3 separate regions of the Mus musculus genome follow, and regions 1 and 3 are each linked to region 2. The links are chromatin contacts, called in public Hi-C and promoter capture Hi-C maps. All regions are on one chromosome and are shown on one strand. The core of a region is the stretch at or near the end of the contact, and the rest is flanking DNA. Distances in the headings are between cores, read along the strand shown.

What was found. Hi-C and Micro-C count contacts between places; a contact is called where the count stands out from the background. Capture Hi-C pulls out chosen DNA fragments and counts their contacts.
Region 1: a contact with region 2 is called in a Hi-C map of uterus, with 2.4 times the contacts expected there. The contact joins two enhancer-like sites. A contact is called at or near these places in 1 of 15 datasets of contacts at CTCF or cohesin (the NIH/3T3 cell line), 6 of 484 Hi-C or Micro-C datasets (the AML12 cell line, Sertoli cells, cortical neurons and 3 more), 6 of 115 datasets of contacts at active chromatin or transcription factors (the NIH/3T3 cell line, embryonic stem cells, fibro-adipogenic progenitors and 3 more) and 3 of 9 other capture datasets (adipose tissue, liver and pancreatic islet).
Region 3: a promoter capture Hi-C map of pancreatic islet shows a contact between it and region 2. The contact joins two enhancer-like sites. A contact is called at or near these places in 1 of 15 datasets of contacts at CTCF or cohesin (pro-B cells), 9 of 484 Hi-C or Micro-C datasets (CD4 T cells, bone marrow-derived DN3 thymocytes, bone marrow-derived macrophages and 2 more), 1 of 115 datasets of contacts at active chromatin or transcription factors (embryonic stem cells) and 3 of 9 other capture datasets (adipose tissue, liver and pancreatic islet).

The regions. Positions count from the first base shown.
Region 1 is chr5:121,684,039-121,687,075 of GRCm38.p6, reverse strand. It overlaps Brap (BRCA1 associated protein), which reads right to left. Exons shown (of 12, transcript NM_028227.3): 11 at 2,602-2,705; 12 at 1-1,947. The coding sequence ends at 1,584. Among named protein-coding and RNA genes, the nearest start is that of Brap, 25 kb to the right of the region's middle. Within about 2 kb of position 1,290, at least 38 of the 459 cell types and tissues checked have an H3K27ac peak or open chromatin away from gene starts, as enhancers often do. A contact at or near this core is called in neural progenitor cells and uterus, where this site is marked.
Region 2 is chr5:121,782,894-121,785,954 of GRCm38.p6, reverse strand. It overlaps Atxn2 (ataxin 2), which reads right to left. Exons shown (of 25, transcript NM_009125.2): 11 at 1,916-2,098; 12 at 543-740; 13 at 89-196. Among named protein-coding and RNA genes, the nearest start is that of Mir7031, 35 kb to the left of the region's middle. Within about 2 kb of position 1,679, at least 34 of the 459 cell types and tissues checked have an H3K27ac peak or open chromatin away from gene starts, as enhancers often do. A contact at or near this core is called in neural progenitor cells, pancreatic islet and uterus, where this site is marked.
Region 3 is chr5:121,888,294-121,891,357 of GRCm38.p6, reverse strand. All of the region lies in intron 5 of Cux2 (cut-like homeobox 2), which reads left to right. The region is part of intron 1 of Gm52785 (a long non-coding RNA gene); the gene reads right to left. Among named protein-coding and RNA genes, the nearest start is that of Gm52785, 22 kb to the right of the region's middle. Within about 2 kb of position 1,812, at least 12 of the 459 cell types and tissues checked have an H3K27ac peak or open chromatin away from gene starts, as enhancers often do. A contact at or near this core is called in pancreatic islet, where this site is marked.

The DNA.
Region 1 (3,037 bases), core at 41-2,540, 98 kb after region 2:
TGGGCAGCAGGGCTGCTGGGTGGGTTGTGATGAAAAGGGGAGCCAGCTCTGGAAACTACTTCTGATTCTCTTAATTAGCATGCTACCACCCACCCCAGCTTCTGCAAGGTCAGATGTGCAAGACAAGCAGGGCTGAGCCGGTAAGACTGTAACAGTGTGTAACGCGTTCTAGATAAAATAGAAGCTCTGGAAGAGGCGGCTCTGCCCCAGCCCCAGCCCCAGCCCCAGCCGCCTGTGTGGCTCGGGCCGGAGGATCTGCAGTGCTGGCCTGCCCTGAGGAAGAGCCGGCTACAGAGGTCCGAGTCTGAGCACTCTCACTCTGCAGTCACAGGTGGGGTTTTAGGAAATGCTACAGCACATTCCACTGAACTGGACGGTGATCAGCAACACAGGCAACGTGGTGACATGTCAGACATTCCGGTCAAAGGACGAGGTCCAGTCAGTCGGAAAAAAAAAAAAAAAAGTCCCTAAAGTGTGACATTTTAAACCTTTGGCTGATGATAAAGCAAAAAATTAAACTGTCCTTACTACACACAGCTGTCAACTGCCCAGGCTCTTTTAGAAGCTAAATCCCAACATGGTGTCCCCTCAAGTCTGTTCAATTAATCTGTTACAAGTTACCTGATGTTCCTGGCTCTAAAGAGAGGCACACAGCCCCTCTGTTGGTCATATTAAATATTGTATGGCTGTTTGGAAGAGGCTCTGCTGAAGCCAGTTTCTGGAGAAGCAGCCTTTGAAACGATCATAAAAGAGTAACTGAAATCTGCCCAAGCTCCCTCTAGCTGCGACCTGAACATGCGGCCCTGCCTGTAAACAGTCAGTATCCACTGACCCCAGCAACACAAGTCAGTCAGCTTGTCAGAGGCCTCTCGATGGCTAGCTAGGCTTGCCCCTTGAATCCTGCTGGATGGAGGACACTCTCAGTTACCTGAGCTGAGAAGGAGCCAGGAAGGCTTTTCTTATTGACAGGCACATTTCGGATGGAGTCATCAGAAATAAAGAGAGCTGTCACTGTCTTCCCTAAACTGGGTATACTCCATTTGCCCCAAGCCAGGCTGCTGAAGACAAGCCTGTGCTTGGTTTACAACCTAGCCCTTTCTCTATGACATGCAAGCAGCTCTCTCTTCTACTCTGCAGGAGAAGGGAGGGAGGGATGGCAGGAAAGACCTTCTGCAGTGGGCAGTGGGCTCCTCTCCTGAAGGCAGCTGGGCCTCTGGGAGGCACTGTGCTTTAGTGCTAGTTAATGCTGGAATTCCTTTAGTGCTAGGAAGGTTACGTCATGTCATAGATTTACCCTGGAACCCAACTGCAAGTGCGCCAACTGAATAAATACAATGGAAAACCGCACAAGCCTGGGGGCTACCCAGCTGGAAGGCAGAATGGCCATGAGGTGACTCACCCTTGGGAAGTGCTGCCAACCCTTCCCCCTCTTTTAGTCTCCTCACACTACACTCAACAAATGAAGGAGCCACATGACCACAGTTCGTCCTCAGACGTACTTATTAGGGCCCACACTTCCGCTCAGCAAAGGTCCCAGCAGACCCTGTGGTGCCCAGGAAGTCTCAGGGACAAGTCTCTGATGGTCACTTGCCCCTCTTGCTGCGGCCCTTTCTGGACTGCAGCTTCCCACCGGCCCCGGAAGAGGGTGGGTTGGGCGCTGAGGCCATGGCGATGTTGATCTGGCCTTCCTGGATCTCCTGCCTCGTCTCCGCAGGCAGGTGGCTGATCTGCTGCTGTGTCTCCAGGTAGAACATGACATCGCGCAGCTGCTCCTGGATCTCGGTGATCTGCAGGTCTTTCTGGGCACAGGTCTCCTTCAGCAGCTTCTCCTCCTCCTTGAGCTGGTTCTGCAGCACCAGCTGGTTGGCGCGCAGACACTTGTTCAGCTCCTGCTCCTCCTGCAGCTCCGTGCTGAGCTTGGCCACTCTGGTGTTCAGCTGGGTACACCTGGAGCAAAACAGAGGGAGACAGAGCTGGCTCCACCTGCTCTCTGTCCCTTTCTGCTCAGGGACCTCAGAAGCCAGCAATGACACCCCTCCTCCCCACTGCAGCGGCAGCCAGTGTTCCTGACACACTGCTCATGCGTTTTGCTCCATGCTCAGCATCATTAGCCATTAGGTCCTGTCCCAGGGGGAGTCTGTGACACCAGCTTAAACAAAATGGTTTTCCTAACTTGCTCTTAGCCAAGATGGCTCAGAAGCTGCAGGCAGAAATGGAAGGTACGTGTCCATGGATTGCAGGGAGGTTGGTGTTCCACCTGGCACCCACCTCAAGTGGAACAGCAATTGGACCTACTTTGGTTTCCACATTTATTCATGTGTATGTGCATGCGTGTGCCAAGGCACATGTGTGGAAGTCAGTTCTTTCAACACGTGAGTTTTGGGATCCCACACAGATTATCAAGCTGGGTAGCTGAGCCATCTTGCTCACCCCTAACAACATGAATGAGAAGTCACTGTTATTTTGATCCAACCATAAGCAGACCCCCAGAAACCTGTATGATGGACATGCTGAAAGTGAGGGCGTTCCCCAGGAAGCAGAGGTGCTTCTGCAGAAGAACCTGTGGGCACTGGTGGCTGCTAGGAGCCGAGGGACACTCACTTCCTTTCCACAGACTGCTTCTCCTTCAGGAGGTCACTGAGCCTGAGCTCCAGGCTGTCACACTTCTCGATGGTCTCTTTAAACTTGGTCTTCATGTTGTTAATCTGAAAGTGCAAATGGAGGTCAGGCACTCATACAGTTCTTGGGACACCCCTATCACTGTCTCTATAACCAGGACAAACCAAACTTAGAAAGTCGAGCTGAGTCACTTAAATGGCATTGTGACAACAACAAAAATCATGAGAAATTGAGAGAACAATTTTTTTTTTAAGGATAAACAAGGACCAGGAGCTGGTGTGTAGCCAGGGAAACAGCTGATGGACAACTGAGAACTAGTGAGGAGCTGGAGTGGAGCCTCCCACCTGCAGTCCCAGCGAGAGGAGGGACTACGTTATTAGACGGATCATTTAGAAAATGAAGACTTCATTTACTACTG
Region 2 (3,061 bases), core at 430-2,929:
CTGGAGTGTCTGAAGACAGCTACAGTGTACTTACATATAATAAACAAATAAATCTTTTAAAAAAAAAAAAACTTTAACAAACTCTAACCTTTGTTGTCAGCTTTTGAAAAGCTAGGTGATGTTTCACTTGCTTTAACATTTTCTTTACTCCCTGCAGGAGAGTTCTGCCTCTGATCTTGAAGCCTGGAATCTTTTGCTAGAAAACAAGTTTAAAAAAGCAAAAAACTAGTATTAGACAGAAATTAGGACAATAGTGTGAGTAAATACCAAACACTTCTAACCTTCTGGCTTAGGGGAAAATGGGTTTCATTAAACTGAGTTTATTCCCTGTTAGTCATCACATCAAAATTCAATAACCATGCTCATACAACAGGCACGTCATACTAGGACAGGCCAGAGCCTCTGATGCCAGACATTAGTTAATATACATGGAATAGTTCTACCAGAGACAGAATCTTGCATCCACAAAAGCATCACTGTGTATTGAGAACACAACTCTTGGCCATGCATGGATTACAACAGGAAAGGTGTTGGTTGCATACCCTCAATAGATGGGGTCAGTGCTCTGTTGGATGCAGGGCTGGCAGGAGTCGGAGATGCGGCGGGAACAGGCATGGAAACGGCTTCTGCAGGGATGATGCCAGCTTGGGGAGAAGCAAGCACAGGCCCGCTGGGAGAGTTTCCAATGCTGCTCTGCCTGGGAGACCTGGGTCTGTGAGTTTTGGGAGATAACCTTGGAACTAGAAGCAAAAAGATACTCATTAAATTCTCAGAAGTATCTTATGGCAGAAGTCAACAATCTCTAAGTACCACCGTGGTTTCCCTCCTAATTAAATGAGTGAACTTTTAAGTATTTGAGTCAAGTTCAATGGCAAGCCAAAGCATACTTAAGTTAAAAAAAAAGACGACATTCAAAGTGTAACATTTATTCAAGGTGAGAGATCTCTACCATGCCTCTCTCCTCTCCTTCCATCAATACACGAAATAAAATTGATGGTAGCTTGCTGCCAAGCCTATGTGCTTTTACTTGCAATATAAAGATCCACCGCCAGTGCTGAAGGAAATTAGGACGCACCTAGCCTCAAGGGGTACGTAACACAGAATGAACGCCTTCCACACAACTGCTTAATGCTTCCTAATCCAATAAAAACCTATTTGCAGGCTTCAGACTAAAGGGGTCAATGAAAATGGTTCAATCAAACATTATAGAAGGAAACTGTTCACAACTCTAACTTTCCATGGAAAGACCAACCCCGTAACACGATTCTCACTATATCCCTCAACTGTCTCTATTCTTGTATTTATAAAAGGTTGCTTATTTATAATAGGGTTAAAACGCCTCAAGCTTCTTTTCTTGTTAATCTTCAGTTTAAAAGGCTAAGAAGAATAGCACAAAGAAATTTACAGGACAATCACTACAACTGCACACCTTACAGGGGTGAGCGCACTGTCTGTCTAGTTTTTTAAGCTTAAAGACCTTTTCCTGGTAAGGCCAAAAGAACAGGCACAAGCTCTAGCTCTGGACTCCCGGGAGGAAGCACTACAGACCAACAAGACCAACTCAGCAGCCCAAGCAGTCTGGCCTAATTCCAAATCTGCTCCAAGCAGGACCTTGGCTGCAGCTGCTGACGGTCAGAGACTCATAACAAAAGCTGAGCCTCTCCTGGCGCAGACTACTCCTTGAGGAGCACCAAGCGACTATCTGTTTACTCCACACACGGATGCCATGGAAACCCGCAGCAGTAAGAAACCTAAGCAGGTTTACAAAATGTATACAGGGTCAGAGTTCCAGAGGGATGGGACAGTTCCTTCAACTCGTGTCTTGATAACCATGGTAACTGGCAACAGCTGCTTATGCCACCACATTTAATCTGTATTTAATCTCAGATCTTCAGCTCTGCAGTGTCATACCTACCCCCACTGACCACTGAGGACCACGTTCCCCCTGCAGGACTGGTCCTTGCCACTGGAGGAGCAGCTGCTTCACTTGGGGGATTGTGGGATACAAATTCTAGGCCACTAGACATGGAGCCTCTCCCAGCAGAGACTCTGTGATTCCGAGGGTGGCGCTGTGCCTTTGGAGACATCCTTGGGGGTCCTGAGGAAGACAGAAGGATGCCACAGGATATCACATCAGTCCTGCGGTGCCCACCTTACTGCTTTTCCTACTAGATACAGATATAACTCTTATTTCCTTAGCAGGTTTTCATTGGTTAGAATATGAATCACACTGTTATTGATTTCTGGCCACACTAAGAATTCTTTTGTGGTATGTCAATTATGTCAGTATGTTTTATTTTCCCCTTTTACAATTTGTTTTACTTTTAATTATATTGTGTGTATGTGTCTGTGTGAGGGTGTGCACCTGAGTTCCTCTGGAAAGCAGAAAGCTGTCTGACAGCTGACCCATCTTTCCAGCCTTATTTCCTTTTACTTTTAAAGCAAGGAGGAAATAAACTTGATGGTGAGAAATATAACAACATGGCCCAACAGTGTTTAACTACATGCATTTAAAAATAAGTTATAATAACGTTTTCGTAGGAAGCACAGATGCATGATGGGATATTATCAGTTTATCTTTCTAACAGATTTTACTATTTCCAAAATGAGACAAAAACCTTTTTTTTTTTTTGATAGGAACCAAACTTGGGAGCCCATACTTGTTAGGCTAGTGTTCTATCTCTGAGCTACATCCTTCAGGGCCCCAGGGGAAAAAGGAATTTAAGCAGCAACCTCAGATCTCCTCTCCATCTTTTGCCCAAGCCGTCCTCACATGTGCGTGGTTGGCTTGTAAGAGCAGAACAAGGAAAGTCTGCAGAAAGCTGCACTGTGAGAGCTGACGACAGTCACCATCACTGTCTCTGCCACCCATGGGGACTTCTGGGAATACAGCCTGTAGCACACAAGTCCAGAACTACCCCTCCTCTCAGAGGCCATGATGAGGACCCTAGCACATGCTCTCTGCTGTGTCCTCAGTGGGAACACAGTCAGACATGTGCTCTGAGGAAATGCTAACTCATGTTAGAATTTCCCCTTATTTAATGTTTAAAATGTATTCATT
Region 3 (3,064 bases), core at 563-3,062, 110 kb before region 2:
AGCCATGCCTGACACTTAGTTCAGGAGCAACAACGGTGAACTCGAACTCGTGGCTGCTGCTGTAACAAGCTTGCACCCCACAGTCCTGGAAGTCAGGCGCCACTGAAGCCCAAGGCTCCCTAAACTACCTTCCCAGCCAATGTCAAAGTCAGGATTGGACCTTGAGCCTCCTATCCTGGTTCCTCTGCGTTTCCTCTAGGGTAGCCTTGAACTCTGTGGAATGAAGGCGTGAAGAATTTAATGACCCCAACCCCACACACAGAGAGCCAGTTGTGACAGCGCCACACCTTTAGTTCCAGTACTTGGAGACAGAGTCAGGAAGATCTCTGAGTTCAAGGTCAGCCTGGTCTACAGAGTGAGTTCCAGGACAGGCCAAGTGATGCAGAGAGAGATCCTGCCTCAATCAATCAATCAATCAATCAGCCTTTCTCAGAGTGTCTGGTTCTGCCCTGGAAATCTAGCTTGGGCTGGGGTAGGTCCCTGCCCCATTCTTCACCCTGGGGAAGTCCCATCACTGTGCAACGGTTAGTCCATCTGTGGGACAGAGATGCATCATTACTCACCTCCCGCCACGGCAGTGAGAGTCACAGGCCATTTCTCCCAGGAAGTGATGGCAGCATGTGTGTGTGTGTGTGTGTGTGGGGTCACTCTCTGTCCCCAGACTTCACAGAACATTGCTCTAGGCTGACTGGCCCCAGCGCTCCTGAGCTCCAGTGAACACTGGGCTCTTAGGGTGGCCACAACGGCCAGCACCTGGCCTTGCTCACCTCTTTAACTCCTGCCCTCCATACTCTGAGGAGTAACTGTGCAGACCACACGGGAAGGGGTGGGGGTGGAGGGCTGTTCCCACCCTGAGTCACGCACCTCTCTCCCTGTCTCTTATTTATTCATTTATGTAGGTTGTGCTGAGAATCAAACCCAGAGCCTCATGCCTGCTAGGCAAGCACTCTGCCACAGAGCCACATCCCCAGCCTTTTTTTTTTTTTTCCTTCCTTAGCCCAGGTCTTATATATCCCAGGCTGGCCTTGAACATGCGTCTTGTCGGCACTCCCGGTTTATGGGGAGCACGGGTTGAAGCCCTGGGCTCCGTGCACACGAGGCAGCAAGTGCTAGACCAACTGAGCCGTAACCCCTGCCTTTCCTTTACTAAGTGGCCCAGGCGGCCTTGAATTTATAATCCTCATGCCCCACCCAGCCTCTCCAACCAAGCCCAGCTCAGTGTCTTGTTTTTAAATCTCCCCATTCATGTCTCCTGAGAAGCAAGACCTGCCCACATTTCTTCTGGACACACAGCCAGCAGGAAGCCCCTCAGGGTTGGCAAAGGGCTGTCCTTGGCCTCTGTGAACAGCAGGTAGCAAGAACCTTTTCCTGCCCTGGTGTGGTCCTTTGACCTGGCCTTCTGGACCCCTGAGCCCCAAGCTGGAAAGGTCCCCACTCCTGTGGCCTCCTCAGCCTGCACTCCACCCCCCACCCCCATGTTTATCTAACTTCCCTGACCCCTGCAAATACCCGGTGCCTCTCTCTTTTTCTTAAAAAAAAAAAAAAAAAAAAAAAAAAAAACAGGCCACAATAGAAAGCAATTCCTTGAACTTATTAAAAAATCTAGAGTTGTAAATTAATTTGTTCGTGTTGTACAAAGGCAGTGCAGATGGGCCTGTTAGCACGCACACAACAAATAATTAGAGATGAATTTTTAGCTGGCCTGCCTAATGCGCTTGCTGGGTTAATTATGTCAATGTATAATTACACCAGCCCGGGGAGGCATAATGGCACACCCCGCTGAGCAGACCCGGCCTAATGACAGGCGTCGGGGGTGGGGGGTGCTGACAGAGGAGAGCCATTGCCAAGTCCTACACACCTGCTCACCTCAGTACAGGCGTGACAACAACGACGTCCAACCTCTCTGCCACCTAAGCTAAGAACAACACAAGGAGCCACCTTGTTCCAGCCAGACCCGAAGGCGCCCCCATGCAGGCATGGCCCAAGCCTTTCTGCCAGCAAAAAAAAAAAACGTTATCAAGCTCCACTTTGTCAGGCTTCAACCAGGCTCAGTGGGAAGGGAGAAGCAGGGATGGGTGTGAACTCAAGCCTCCTTTTTGGGCATCTGTCCACTAAGGGATAAGGAGATGGACTTACAGATAGAAGAGGCTGACCACATGAAGGCTAGACCTGTGAAGGATGCACAGGGTCTGTTCTTGTATTAGAAGATGAACGCAGTATGGAGGCCTCCCTGGAGGAGGTGGCACTTGAGCGGCTGGGTAGGGTGGGGAGCATGTTTTCGATGGTATCATGAAGAAGGAATAGCTAGGGCTTCTGTGTGTTCTGAGGTCTGGGGGACGTTGTGTTAACCATTTTCTATGTGCCTCATCACACACACATGCACACACGTACACGCAAACACATGCTGCCATCTATGGCTAGGCACAGAGAGGGACAGCTGCTCCACAGGGGACTGTGGAGGCCATTCCTGTGCTGAGGTCCCTCACCTACAAGGTGTCTTTCTCCTGGGCTTCTTGAGTGTGGTGTGTAAGATGGTGAGGTTGGCCAAGGCTTACATCTGGGTGTTGGCTTTCTTCTACTTAACTGGGATATGTCACACAGCCCACGGTGCATCCAACCAGGGATGAAGGCTTTACTGGATATAGGGAGTGAGGGGTATCCAGAGACCACATGACCAGTTTGAAGAATCCAAGGGGCTAGACAGGTGGGAACCAGGTCCCACCAGGTGGGGGCACCCTCGTTCAGCTTGGCCCCCATAGCGCTTGCACTGCCTCTGAGTCCCTGGGCATATGGTCACTATATGAGCCTCTTTGTGGATCTACCATAATAGCAGATGTCAGTTCCACGCCAACTGAGACACTGTGGGGCTGGGGCAGGGGGGAGGGGTCAGTCCCTTATAGTCATGTGGGTAACATGGCAGTAAGCAGGCATGGTTCTGTGAGAAATAGCTGAGAGCTTACCATCTTCAACCGTGTGCAGCAGACAGAGCACCAGACGGGCATAGTGGCACATACCTTTAATCCCAGCCCTTGGGAGGCAGGAGCAGGCAGATCTCTGAGTTCAA